Linked DNA regions of Sus scrofa: regions 2, 3 and 4 are each linked to region 1. A link is a contact called in public Hi-C and HiChIP or PLAC-seq data. All regions are on one chromosome and are shown on one strand. The core of a region is the stretch at or near the end of the contact, and the rest is flanking DNA. Distances in the headings are between cores, read along the strand shown. Region 1 holds the start of TSC22D3 (TSC22 domain family protein 3). Region 2 has its middle 30 kb from the start of PRPS1. Region 3 holds the start of PRPS1 (ribose-phosphate pyrophosphokinase 1). Region 4 holds the start of NLRP12L (NACHT, LRR and PYD domains-containing protein 12).

Region 1 (2,700 bases), core at 67-2,566:
ATTGGCTGCAACTGAAATCCGTCTGAGTTTTCAGTGAAAGCTGAACACCATGAATATTTTGAATTTTTTTCAGGAGGCAGTAATTACTGAATTCTACGCATTCAAAGTATTCTAAGTCTCCAAGTCCTGAGACATGCGGGAACCCTACCACTTATCAACCCCGCACATCCCCAGCTCTCACAAAGCTGGGGTTTGACCCACAGCAGCAACCTGCCGTGCTCTCCACAAACCTGCCCTTTCACCTCAGCTCCGCTTCAGACTCACCTTCTCCTCAGAGCCAAGAGCGTCAGGACATCCCCCCCAGTGCCCCAAAACATCCAATCACCCCACCTCTGGAAAGGGTAAGGACAGAGATCACCTAAGGCGGGTGGGGGATCAGAAAAGAGAGGGGAGCGCAAGTTTGGAAAGATGGGGGAAGCTGAGTGAAGTGGGGAGGAAGGGACAAAACTGAGGCGAAAGAGGGGTGCGTCAGCGAGAGGGGCAATCACATGCGGGAAAGGAAGGGGGAAGAAAGAAACCGAGGGGGGTAAGAGGACTTGGGGGTAGGGTGAACGAGGACATAGAGAAAAGGAGAAAAAAAATAATAAGACGGGGGCGAGAAAGAAAGGCAAGACCAGAAATGAGTCAAGAAAGAGGAGACAAGGAAAATAAATGAGAGGAAGAATGGAGAAGGGCAAAAAGAAGGAAGATGGGGGGAGCGGGGGGCGAAAATGGAGATAAGAGAGGGAGCGGGGGCGGGGGGCAGCGGGCGGCAGAAGCCTGCTAAGGGGCTGGCACTGCCGGAAGCCGGGACGTTGATGTCTCGGATGGGGTTCGGGGAAGAGAAGAGCGAGCAAAGGGGGCGGAAAGGGGGAGATGAGTGAAGGGAGGAGGCAGGGACAAAAACCGGGGAGCGGTTGAGCCGGCTTCTGTGACTTTCGTCTCAGGCCCGTCTGGGGACCTGCCGACGCGTGCCGGACGCCCTCAGGCTCCGGGCCGAGGCCGCCGCTCTCTCGGCACCCCACCCGCCCCCGACCCCGCTTCTCGAAGAAGGCGGCGTCTCTGCGGCAGAGGGCCCCGGCCGCGGCGGGACGAGGCAACTCGGCCCGCCCGCCGAGCTCGAACCCCCCGGTGGCGCGGCTCCCGGCTCCCGGCTCCCGGCTCCCGGGGAATCTCTGGCCGAGGATGCGCCCGCCGCGGCGCGAGAGCCCGAGCCGGGGAGCTGCGCGGCGCGCGCAGGGAGGGGGAGCCGAGCGGGGCTCCCGGGCGCGCGGGCGAGGGTGCGAGCGGCCGTGCGGGAGCGGAGGGCGGGGGCGGGGCGGCGTGGGGGCAGGACCGCGCCGGCTCCGGGGCGCGCGCCGGGGAAGCGGCGGACCCGCGTGGTCCGCCGGCCCACCGGGGGTCATTTGCATGCTGTCACAAGCCCCGCGCCGACTCCCGGGCGCGCGGCTCGCTCGCTCGCTCGCTCAGTCAGTCGCGCTCGGCTCCTGCCACCGCTCCGCCGGCGCAGCCCCGGGGAGCCCGAGAGCGGGCGAGCCAGCGAACCGGCGGCGAGGGAGGGAGGGAGGGAGGGAGCCCGGGAGGGAGGGAGCGAGGGCGCGCCCCGGCTCTCCCTCTGCCCCGCCGCCCGCCCTTCCTGCTGCCACAGGTCCGCCCCGGGCCCCGCTCACACTTGGGAAACTTGGGACGGCGCAGGGGCCGCGTGTGGCACCTCAGGGGGGGCGGCCCCGGCCTCGGGAGGAGGAGGAGGGGGGAGAGGAGGAGGAAGAGGAGGAAGTGAGCCCGAAGGATCCGCTCAGAGCTGTTTGTCCAGCTGTTTCTATTCGCACCCCGAGCGGCCGGCGCAGCCAGAAGGGGGCCGAGCCGAGGGTGGCCGGCTTTCGGCGCTAATTGACAACTCTTCTCCTCACAGCTTGTCTTTCCCAGACACCCTGGAGTCCCCTCAGGCCGGCCCGGCGGGCGCGCACCTGCCGGCCGCCCCTGACCGCGCGGGCCAGGCGGCCCCTGAGGCGGAGAAGATGGCCCAGCCCAAGACCGACTGCCGCTCACCTGTCGGCCTCGACTGCTGCAACTGCTGCCTGGACCTGGCCCACCGGAGCGGGCTCCAGCGCGACAGCAGCGGGGACAACAACAACCCGGGCAGCCCCACCGTGAGCAACTTTCGGCAGCTGCAGGAGAAGCTGATTTTCGAGAACCTCAACACCGACAAGCTCAACAGCATAATGCGGCAGGATTCGCTAGAGCCCGTGCTGCGGGACCCCTGCTACCTGATCAACGAGGGCATCTGCAACCGCAACATCGACCAGACCATGCTCTCCATCCTGCTCTTCTTCCACAGGTGGGTGGCGGGGCACACGGCGTGGGGGGGGGCGGCGGCGGCACACGGTCCCGGCTCGCACCGGCCTCTGCTGGATCCTCCGCTCGCACAAAAGGGGCCACCACGAAGTCCGGGGGGGGTGGGCTGGGGAGGTCAGGTTCACCCGGGCTGCGGTGGCCGACCCGACCCCGAGGCTGGCCACCTGGATTCCTGTGCCCCTGAGGGGAGGCCTGGCGGATGCTGTTTTTGAAAGGTGCCTGCAAGAAGCCCTCCTAGGGAGATGCTGGCGCCCAGAAGGTGGACAGAGCCCGAGACGGTTTGGGGGGAGCTGGCAGCACTTTCTCCCCCCAGTGCCCACATTTCTACAGCCACTTTGCAGATTCCGAGGTGGATGCCCTTGGGAT
Region 2 (2,700 bases), core at 43-2,542, 130 kb after region 1:
AGTAGCCTGATGGATCCTAACCTGCACGTGCCTTTAGTACAAGGGATCTGAATATGCCCGTTAACATCTTAGCTCCTCTGCAGTTGTTCTGCTAAGACCTAGACTTTGGAATAGGTGATCGAGAAGAAATGCTTGAACCAAGATTCTACAGAGGGAGTTCTGGTCGTGGCTCAGTGGTTTAAGAACCCGACTAGATCCATGAGGACGTGGGTTCAATCCCTGGCCTCGCTCAGTGGGTTAAGGATCCAGCATTGCCATGAGCTGTGGTATATAGGTCGCAGACGTGGCTCGGATCCTGCGTTGTTATGGCTCTGACATAGGCCAGCAGCTACAGCTCCAGTTAGGCCCCTGACCTGGGAACCTCCACATGCCACACACATGCAGCCCTAAAAAGCAAAGCGAGAGAAAGAAAGAAAGAAAGAAAAAATATTCTACAGAACATCAAGACTTATCCATCATAAAATTTGGAGAATTTGCTTTATTCTTAAACAAGGAGTCTGAGACTTGCAGAAAGAGATCTACAAGAGAAAACGGGCCTCAAAACCTAGTGAAAGGAATTCCCATCATGGCTCAGAGGTTAACGAACCCGACTGGCATCCATGAGGATGCAGGTTCGATCCCTGGCCTCGCTCACTGGGTTAAGGATCCAGCGTTGCTGTGAGCTGTGGTGTAGGTTGCAGATGCAGCTCAGATCTGGTGTTGCTGTGGCTGTGGCATAGGCCATTGGCTACAGCTCTGATTGGATCCTTAGCCTGGGACCCTCCATATGCCGCAGGTGTGGCCCTAAAAAGTCAACAAAAAGCCGGGTGAAAGAATAAAGCAGGAAGGGGAGTCTTCAGCTGCAGCACCATTTGCCTTTCAATCATTACCGTCAAGACCTCTTTCAAGCAGTGGTGTCCAGGTGCCAATGCCTGGTTCTGAGGGCAGGGACACCACTGCTTTTGAATAATGTGTGCAAAAGGCTGAGTGTGCTTTTGAATAATCACGTGCAAAAGGCTGAGCCTTGGAGTTCCCGTTGTGGCTCAGTGGGTTAAGAATCTGACTAGTATCCATGAGAATGCGGGTTCCATCCCTGGCCTCGCTCAGTGGGTTAAGGATCTGGTGTTGCCGTGAGCTGTGGTCTAGGTCCCAGCTGAAGCTCTGATCTGCCCCCTAGCCTGGGAACCTCCATATGCCACAGGTATGCCTGTGAAAAGAAAAGGCTAAGCCTTTTAGAAGAGCCTTATTGTTGCCAGCTGTGGCAAAAGGCAGCAAATGACTAATAGGCACACGATTGGTCAAGCTGCAGCCTGGAAACGAGGTGTGTTCCCACCCCCACGGCTGTATGCATTCCTCTCCCATTTGCAGCTCTGAGAGGAGGCAGCACAGAGGGCCCTGGTGACCCCAGTTACCCCATGATGGGGGTGAAGTGGGGCTTGGTATCCCTACCTCTAAAGACTGGAGGTGCAGACTAAAGCAAGGGCAGGAGGTTGGCTCCATTCCTGACCAAAGGTAATGGCTGCTTTTTTTTTCTGTCTTTTTAGGGCCGCACCCTCAGCATACGGAAGTTCCCAGGCTAGGGGTCAAATCAGAGCTGCTGCTACCGGCCTACGTCACAGCCACAGCAAGGCCAGATCCAAACTGTGTCTGTGACCTACACCACAGCTCACGGCAACGCCGAATCCTTAACCCACCGAGCAGGGCCAGGGGTCAAACCCAGGTCCTCCTGGATACTAGTGGGGTTCATTACCACTGAGCCACAATGGCAACTACGGTAATGGCTACTTTTGCAAATAAGATGTTTACTCTCAGTGGTCTCCAGTCGAAACTTGCAAAGTTACTAGGGAGATGTCACCAATAACATGACTCCTTTCTTTTTCTCTTTTGGTCTTTTTAGGGCCATACCCATGGCTTATGGAGGTTCCCAGGCTAGGGGTCACATTAGAGCTACAGCTGCCGGCCTGCACCACAGCCACAGCCATGCCAGATCCGAGCCTTGTCTGTGACCTGCACCACAGTGCACGGCAACGCCGGATCCCTAACCCACCAAGCAAGGCCAGGGATCGAACCCACAACCTCATGGCTCCTAGTCCGATTCGTTTCCGCTGTGCCACGACGGGAACTCCATAGGACCCTTTTCTGAAGGCCTCTTTCCCTCCTCCACAACCTAGGCAGGAGGGCAAGTCAATAGGAGAGAGTTTTTCTTTAAAATTTCAAGTTTTACATGATTCTAATAACCTTCAGGTTAAGGGCTACATACTATAAGTGAGCAAGTTAAATAAACTTTTTGGTCTTTTTAGGGCCACACCCGAGGCATATGGAGGTTCCCATGGTAGGGGTCAAATCGGAGCTACAGCTGCCGGCCCACGGCCACAGCATCAGCAACGCCAGATCTGAGCCACATCTGTGACCTGCACCACAACTCACAGCAACACTGGATCCCCAACCCACTGAGCAAGGCCAAGGATCGAACCCAATCCTCACGGATACTGGTCAGGTTCGTAAACCACTGAGCCACGACGGGAACTCCCAGTTAAATAAACTCTTGAACAGAAAACACTTTATTCCACATCTGGAAAGCCCCAACCTGAGATGAAATAAATCTTTGATAAAGGCATTAGATTTGGGAGGTGCTCATTTACTCTGGTTGAGGGTGAGGGGAGGGGAGAAGAGGGGAAATGGAACCTGGTGATGCCTCTGGCTCAGAAGCACTCACGTAGA
Region 3 (2,700 bases), core at 56-2,555, 160 kb after region 1:
AAAATTCATTGCAATGCACTATGCCTTCCTGGCCTTCCTCTCCATCTTTCCTTGATTATCTTAATAACATTCAGGGATAAAACTGTTTCCTAAATTCCCCACACAGCGTCAAAAGAAGTGGGCAAGTTCAGGATAGCCTCTGGTACTGAAAATAGGCTTCTGCATTGTCTGTATCAATAGCTACACTTGGAAAAGTCGAGGATTTCAGAATTAAGGTTCCCTAAGATTTTCTGGATCGCTCCAACTGAGATGCTGGCAATCAGGATGCAGTTAATGCATCATTTTATCCGTTCGACTAGATTTGAGTTAAGTATGGCTCCGATTCTAAAGATGTGAAGAGCCAACGCCTGCCAATCTGAGGGAAGTCCTTGGTAGTAATTTTGGCGCCCTCAGTACACAATATCAATCTCCCTCAACACAAAATCCGACCGACACCGTTTCGAATTGAAAAGCTGCTTCTTAGACTCTAGGAGAAAGCCTAGGAGGACTCAGTACGCAGTAGGATCTCCCATGCAAGCCGGCCTAAGCTCTGAAGAGAACCCAGTCCGGTCTGGATGGCTCAACAGCGAAGCGACAAAGCCACGTGTCCCCACTGCCGAGCCTAGACGTGTTTCCCCTCTCGTCGCTCTAGGGCAGCCTCCATCCCCGCGTTGGGTCCTCCAGCCCCTGCCGTCTAAACCCAGCAGCTTCGCCTCCTGCTCCATCTTGACTCCACCCCACCGCACGGTGAGAACTAGCGTGACCCTCCCGCGAGAGGTAAAATAACGGAAACAGCCCGTGGGGCACGCTCGCTACCGATCTGCCCCTTCCCCCCCACCACCTCGGCCCTGCGGAACTCACGCGGTGGCCCCATCCCCCTACCCTCTGCTGCCCAAGTGTGACCCTGTCCGCCCCGGCAGGTGAGGCCGGTCGGGTCCCAACTTCATCCTCACCAAGTCTCCTGGTTGCTGAATTTCTTAGTCACCACCTTGCCCAGTTCCAGGCCGAGGCGGTCGGCAATTTTCTGGGATAGGTCCTGGTGGGAGCTGCCGCTGAAGATTTTGATATTCGGCATCTTGGCCAACTACCCTAGGCTCTCTTTGTTGAGCGATCCCTGCTGCTGCCGCCTAGATCCGAATTGAGTCGGCCCGGAGACTCAGTACTAAGCACTTCGCGTCGCTACTCCGCCATCTTACATTCCCGCCCGGCGCGCGACTCTAAATTGCCCGGAGCCGGGGAGGCGGGGTCAGCAGGGAAGTTTACACCCCGCCCACCCCGATTAGCTGAGCGCGAGCGAGGGGGCGGATCCTTGCCGTAGTTCCGCCTGCCTCCGGCTGTCTCAGGTACTGACTGGAAGCCAATGAAGGGGGCGAGGCTAAGGAATAGCCCCGCCCCCTGTAGCAATTCTGTCAATTCCGAAGAGAGCCGAGACACCCGCGCTTGGCTGGGGGTGGAGGGATGCTGGTGACGCATAAGGCCAGACTTCTCCCGCAAGCGGGAAATCAGCCACGCTTTTTTTTTTTTTTTTTTTAATTTTTCTTTCAGCACATGAAAGTAAGTTTGGCTTTGGTTTACAGTTTCTCTTAAGAATATCTATTTATTAGGAGGGCAGCCCCGGTTCGTTAGAATGAAGGAAAGATTTCTGAACATGAGTTTGCATGTTTCTGAACGTGATTTTTATCTTTTTGTGAGGAAGAGGCTGAATTAAAGCACGTTTGCATCACTGACAGACGCCCATAGCACAGGCTCATCCAAAGGGCAAACAAGCAATTTCAGTGTCGCCTTTGCCTGGAAGACAAATACCAAGGGGAAAGTGACTGTGAATCATCCAGAGGCACTGCAAGAGATGGATGCATTTTGTTTTTAGCATTGGGACCAAGCATGTTCAGACAAGCAGAGGAGTAGAAAATTATGAATTTTTCGAAACGTCTGAACAATAAAGGTCTGACTTACCTGACCCAGGGAAAGGAGAGAAAATATGCTTACAGGACTTCAGATAAAGAGCCTCGAAGGAATCAGAAAACCTGTTTTTTGGTCCTGCCCCATTATCCTCGGCATCATATTCTATGTGTTGCTAATGTGTCCTTTTACACCACTGTTTTATTATTTTTACTTATTTTTTTAGAGCTGCACTGTGGCACATGGAGGTTCCCAGGCTAGGGGTCGAATCGGGGCTGTAGCTGCTAACCTACACCACAGCCACAGCAAATCTGATCCCATTCGCGTCTGCCACCTACACCAGAGCTAGGAGCAACGTTCCATCCTTAACCCACTGAGTGAGGCCAGGGACTGAACCCACATCCTCATGGATACTAGTCTGGTTTGTTACTGCTGAGTCACGACGGGAACTCCTGTTTTATTATTTTTATAATGGTATCTGCTCATTAGACCAAAGAGGGCCTTTATTCTCCCACCACATTTTCATTAAACATACCAAATCATGGGTTAGAAGAGAAAAATCATACAATTTTAGAATCATACAATTTTAGTTATGAGTGCCATAATGCTCCTAACTACAAGCTGTAAAAATAGAAGGGACTTCAGAAAGCATCTAGTCTACTAGCTTTATTTTACATACGGTGAAACTGAGACCAGAGATGGGAAGGAATTTGTCCAAGTGGCAAAGGCAGAAAAAACATGTAAAACATCATCCCAGCTCTCCCTTCCTGCCATTTTCAGCAATGCCCATGGAGGACTTCTCCTTTTGACCTTTTGTCATAA
Region 4 (2,700 bases), core at 61-2,560, 170 kb before region 1:
GGATCAGAACCCCAATCCACTGCTCTCCTAGTCACTTACCCAACCGGGGGTAAGTGTCGCACCCCCCACACTAGGGCTGTGGAGACCCTAGGGTGGTGGGTGAGGGGATTAGGCGCCTCTAAGCCCCGCGCTCCGACTTCAGCCAGGGCAGCGAGCTGACCAGCACGTCTGAGGCCAGTGCCCAGATCTGGGCTGACCAGCGGGCAGCTCAGGGGGGCCTGGCGGCGAGGCCCCTTCCCCATCGCCGCGGGCTGGCTGGAACGACCCAGTTGGTAGAAATTGCCCTCCTTTGAAGGCGCCACGTCCCAGAGGTCAGAGGACCCGGCCTCGAAGCCACTCCAAGCCCAGAAGGGGCCCACAGAGAGAGGAGGCAACGGCTCCGTCACCTGTTCCGTCCCCCTGTCGCAGAGTCACCAGACCCAGGGGCGACTACCAAAGTCACCCATCTGGCTCTTCTCCCGTCTTTCAGCTCTAGCCTGGGGTCTACGGATGGTCGTCCGGGGGCCTGGGAACCACCATGTGTTTTGGTTTGGTTTTTTTGTTTTGAGGAGACGGTCAATAGCTTTCCTCAGATTTTCAAACGGATCCACCCTCTCCCCCGTCTCAAAAAATAAGCTGACTCGAAGCTGTCAGCCGCAGCTCCGCTGACATCGTTACCTCAGTCCCCGCGCGCTCGCGGTCTCAGCCCCCACCCCCCGGCGGCCCTCAGCATTGCCTTCCGCTCTCCCCTCCCCCCACGCACGCCTACACGCACGCACCCCCCACGCACGGCCCCCCCACGCACGCGCCGCACGCACGCGGGTCCCCCCACCCCGCGCCCCTCGGCGCACTCGCGCGTTCCCCGCGTCCTGCGTGCTCACCTCGTTCCCCCTCTGCACACGCGCCTCCTCGGGAGCTCCGCCCCCTCCCCTTTCCTGGGTGGACCCCGCCTCCCTGCCCCCGAGCTGCCCGGGCAGCACGGTCCTTCCCCGGTACGCCGATCTCACCCTGTCCGGACTGGGCCATCGCCTCCCTCCTCACATCCCAGGAGACACCGGGCGGGGTGTGGCACCTCCCACGCTTGGCCACCTCGGCCTTTGGACGACAGTGAAGCTGGAGGGAAACTCCCTCGATTTCCTGTCCCTCCTAACACAGTGGGCGGTGGGGGGTGGGGGGTGCGGGGTGGGGAGAGTGCGGAGGCGATGAGAGGTTCTTGTCCTCACTGGGGAAAGCGCTCACCTGATTCCCAAAGCCCGTTTGCCCTTCCTCTCCTTTCTGTCAGAGGTAAGGGAGAGCCAAGGTCTTTGGGGCGGGGAAGGGGAAATGACTCAGAGAGGAGGCGGCTCAGAGGGAGGGGCCGGCCTGGAAAGGGGGGGTATTGGGGAGCTGGAGGGAAAGGGGAGGAAAAAAGATGAGGGGTAAACCGCGGCGGGGGTGATTTTGAAGGTGTCTAACCCGGTCCTGCGAATCCTGCCCGGTCATCCCCCGGAATCCAGGAGCCACTAGGCTGGGTCTTTTTCCTGGATGCCGGCCCTAAACTCGTTTAGCTCTGCCAAAGTTATCCATCCCGAGCCCAAACCCTTGTTAGTGGCTTCCAGGCACCACCACGGAACCTGCTGGTCTGGGCAAGGGCACAGGGATTAACTATTCCTGTTCTTTGGAGCCGATACTAGTCTTTACCTCCTAGCGTTGCTGGGAGAATTAAATTAGTTACTACATTTCAAGTGTTTAGAATAGTGTCAGGGACACTGTAGGCAATCAATTGGTGATAGCTTCTGTTATTATGTGACTGTCCTCACCTCTAGACTGTGAGTGTTATGAGGGCAGAGACTGTATTTTATTCATCACTGAATTCCAGCGCATGACACAAGGAAGTTGTCAATAAATTATTTGCTGAATGAATGAATAAATGTGTGATTGAATGAATAAATGAGTGATCAAATGAAAACTTGGACTAGTGGCGATGCCAACCCTCTCCTCTGCCCCATAAGGGGTGCATTAGTGGAAGTTTGAGGAAGAAGGGCTATGATTGGGAAAGGTGGCACATTGGACCCTTGTTGGTTGCTATATCAAGTGACCTGCTCTGCCCTTGGAAAATGGAATGTCTTTGTCAGTTTCCCACATGGCCATATGGAAGACATCAGACAGCTGACCTAAAATTTAAAACTGATCAGTGGCTAGCTAGAGCAGTATTTGCATCTTAGTAAAGAAGGAAGGAGGAGAGGGCTAAAAAGTAAGTGGCAAATGGAAGTGGGGGAGATTGGCAGGGGAGCCCTGAATGAAACTCAGTGTGTATGGAGGAGTACAGTCAGCCCCAAAGGGCATCTAGTGGAGATCGCTAAGTGACAGTCATGTTATCCACTTCTCTGTTTTAGTCGTAAGGTTCCTGATGATCTGCCCTCCTGTCACATTCTTAGAGTAGGTATGTAGATTTGGCTCCTACCACCACATTCACTAAACTTGCCCTTACGGAAAAAATTAATACTGTTAGAGCTAGAAGGGACCTTAGACATTACTCCTACATTTCACTTCGTAGTTGAAAAACTAAGAACCAGAGATAGATAGCAAAGGATTTGGGCTTTGGGGATTCTCTGGCCTTGGTACTGAATCTTGCAGGGCCTGAATTTGTTGTGTGTCCCATTATCCCCTTAATCCCTGTCCCATCCCTTCCCAGAACCTGGAGAGACTGAAAGGACACCACTAGAAGGTCAGCAGAAAGGA

Evidence for each region. A called contact is a pair of places that touch in the nucleus more often than the background predicts. HiChIP or PLAC-seq counts read pairs in DNA pulled down with a chosen protein or histone mark.
Region 2: a Hi-C map of embryonic fibroblasts shows a contact between it and region 1, with 4 times the contacts expected there. The contact joins the enhancer-like site here to the promoter of TSC22D3 in region 1. A contact is called at or near these places in 1 of 5 promoter capture datasets (liver), 22 of 47 Hi-C or Micro-C datasets (adipose tissue, blood, brain and 12 more) and 2 of 2 datasets of contacts at active chromatin or transcription factors (alveolar macrophages and skeletal muscle).
Region 3: a contact with region 1 is called in an H3K27ac HiChIP or PLAC-seq map of alveolar macrophages. The contact joins the promoter of PRPS1 here to the promoter of TSC22D3 in region 1. A contact is called at or near these places in 1 of 5 promoter capture datasets (liver), 5 of 47 Hi-C or Micro-C datasets (heart right ventricle, liver, retroperitoneal adipose tissue and 1 more) and 1 of 2 datasets of contacts at active chromatin or transcription factors (alveolar macrophages).
Region 4: an H3K27ac HiChIP or PLAC-seq map of alveolar macrophages shows a contact between it and region 1. The contact joins the promoter of NLRP12L here to the promoter of TSC22D3 in region 1. A contact is called at or near these places in 1 of 5 promoter capture datasets (liver), 1 of 47 Hi-C or Micro-C datasets (skeletal muscle) and 1 of 2 datasets of contacts at active chromatin or transcription factors (alveolar macrophages).

Annotation. Positions count from the first base shown.
Region 1 is chrX:88,232,199-88,234,898 of Sscrofa11.1, reverse strand. TSC22D3 (TSC22 domain family protein 3) reads left to right here and starts at 1,316. Exons shown (of 4, transcript XM_021080824.1): 1 at 1,316-1,627; 2 at 1,892-2,317. The coding sequence starts at 1,998.
Region 2 is chrX:88,103,238-88,105,937 of Sscrofa11.1, reverse strand. No RefSeq gene overlaps it. Among named protein-coding and RNA genes, the nearest start is that of PRPS1, 30 kb to the right of the region's middle. Within about 2 kb of position 1,292, at least 3 of the 83 cell types and tissues checked have an H3K27ac peak or open chromatin away from gene starts, as enhancers often do. A contact at or near this core is called in embryonic fibroblasts, where this site is marked.
Region 3 is chrX:88,073,466-88,076,165 of Sscrofa11.1, reverse strand. PRPS1 (ribose-phosphate pyrophosphokinase 1) reads right to left here and starts at 1,305. Exons shown (of 7, transcript XM_003135301.4): 1 at 933-1,305. The coding sequence starts at 1,054.
Region 4 is chrX:88,402,085-88,404,784 of Sscrofa11.1, reverse strand. NLRP12L (NACHT, LRR and PYD domains-containing protein 12) reads right to left here and starts at 1,310. Exons shown (of 14, transcript XM_021079745.1): 1 at 1,219-1,310.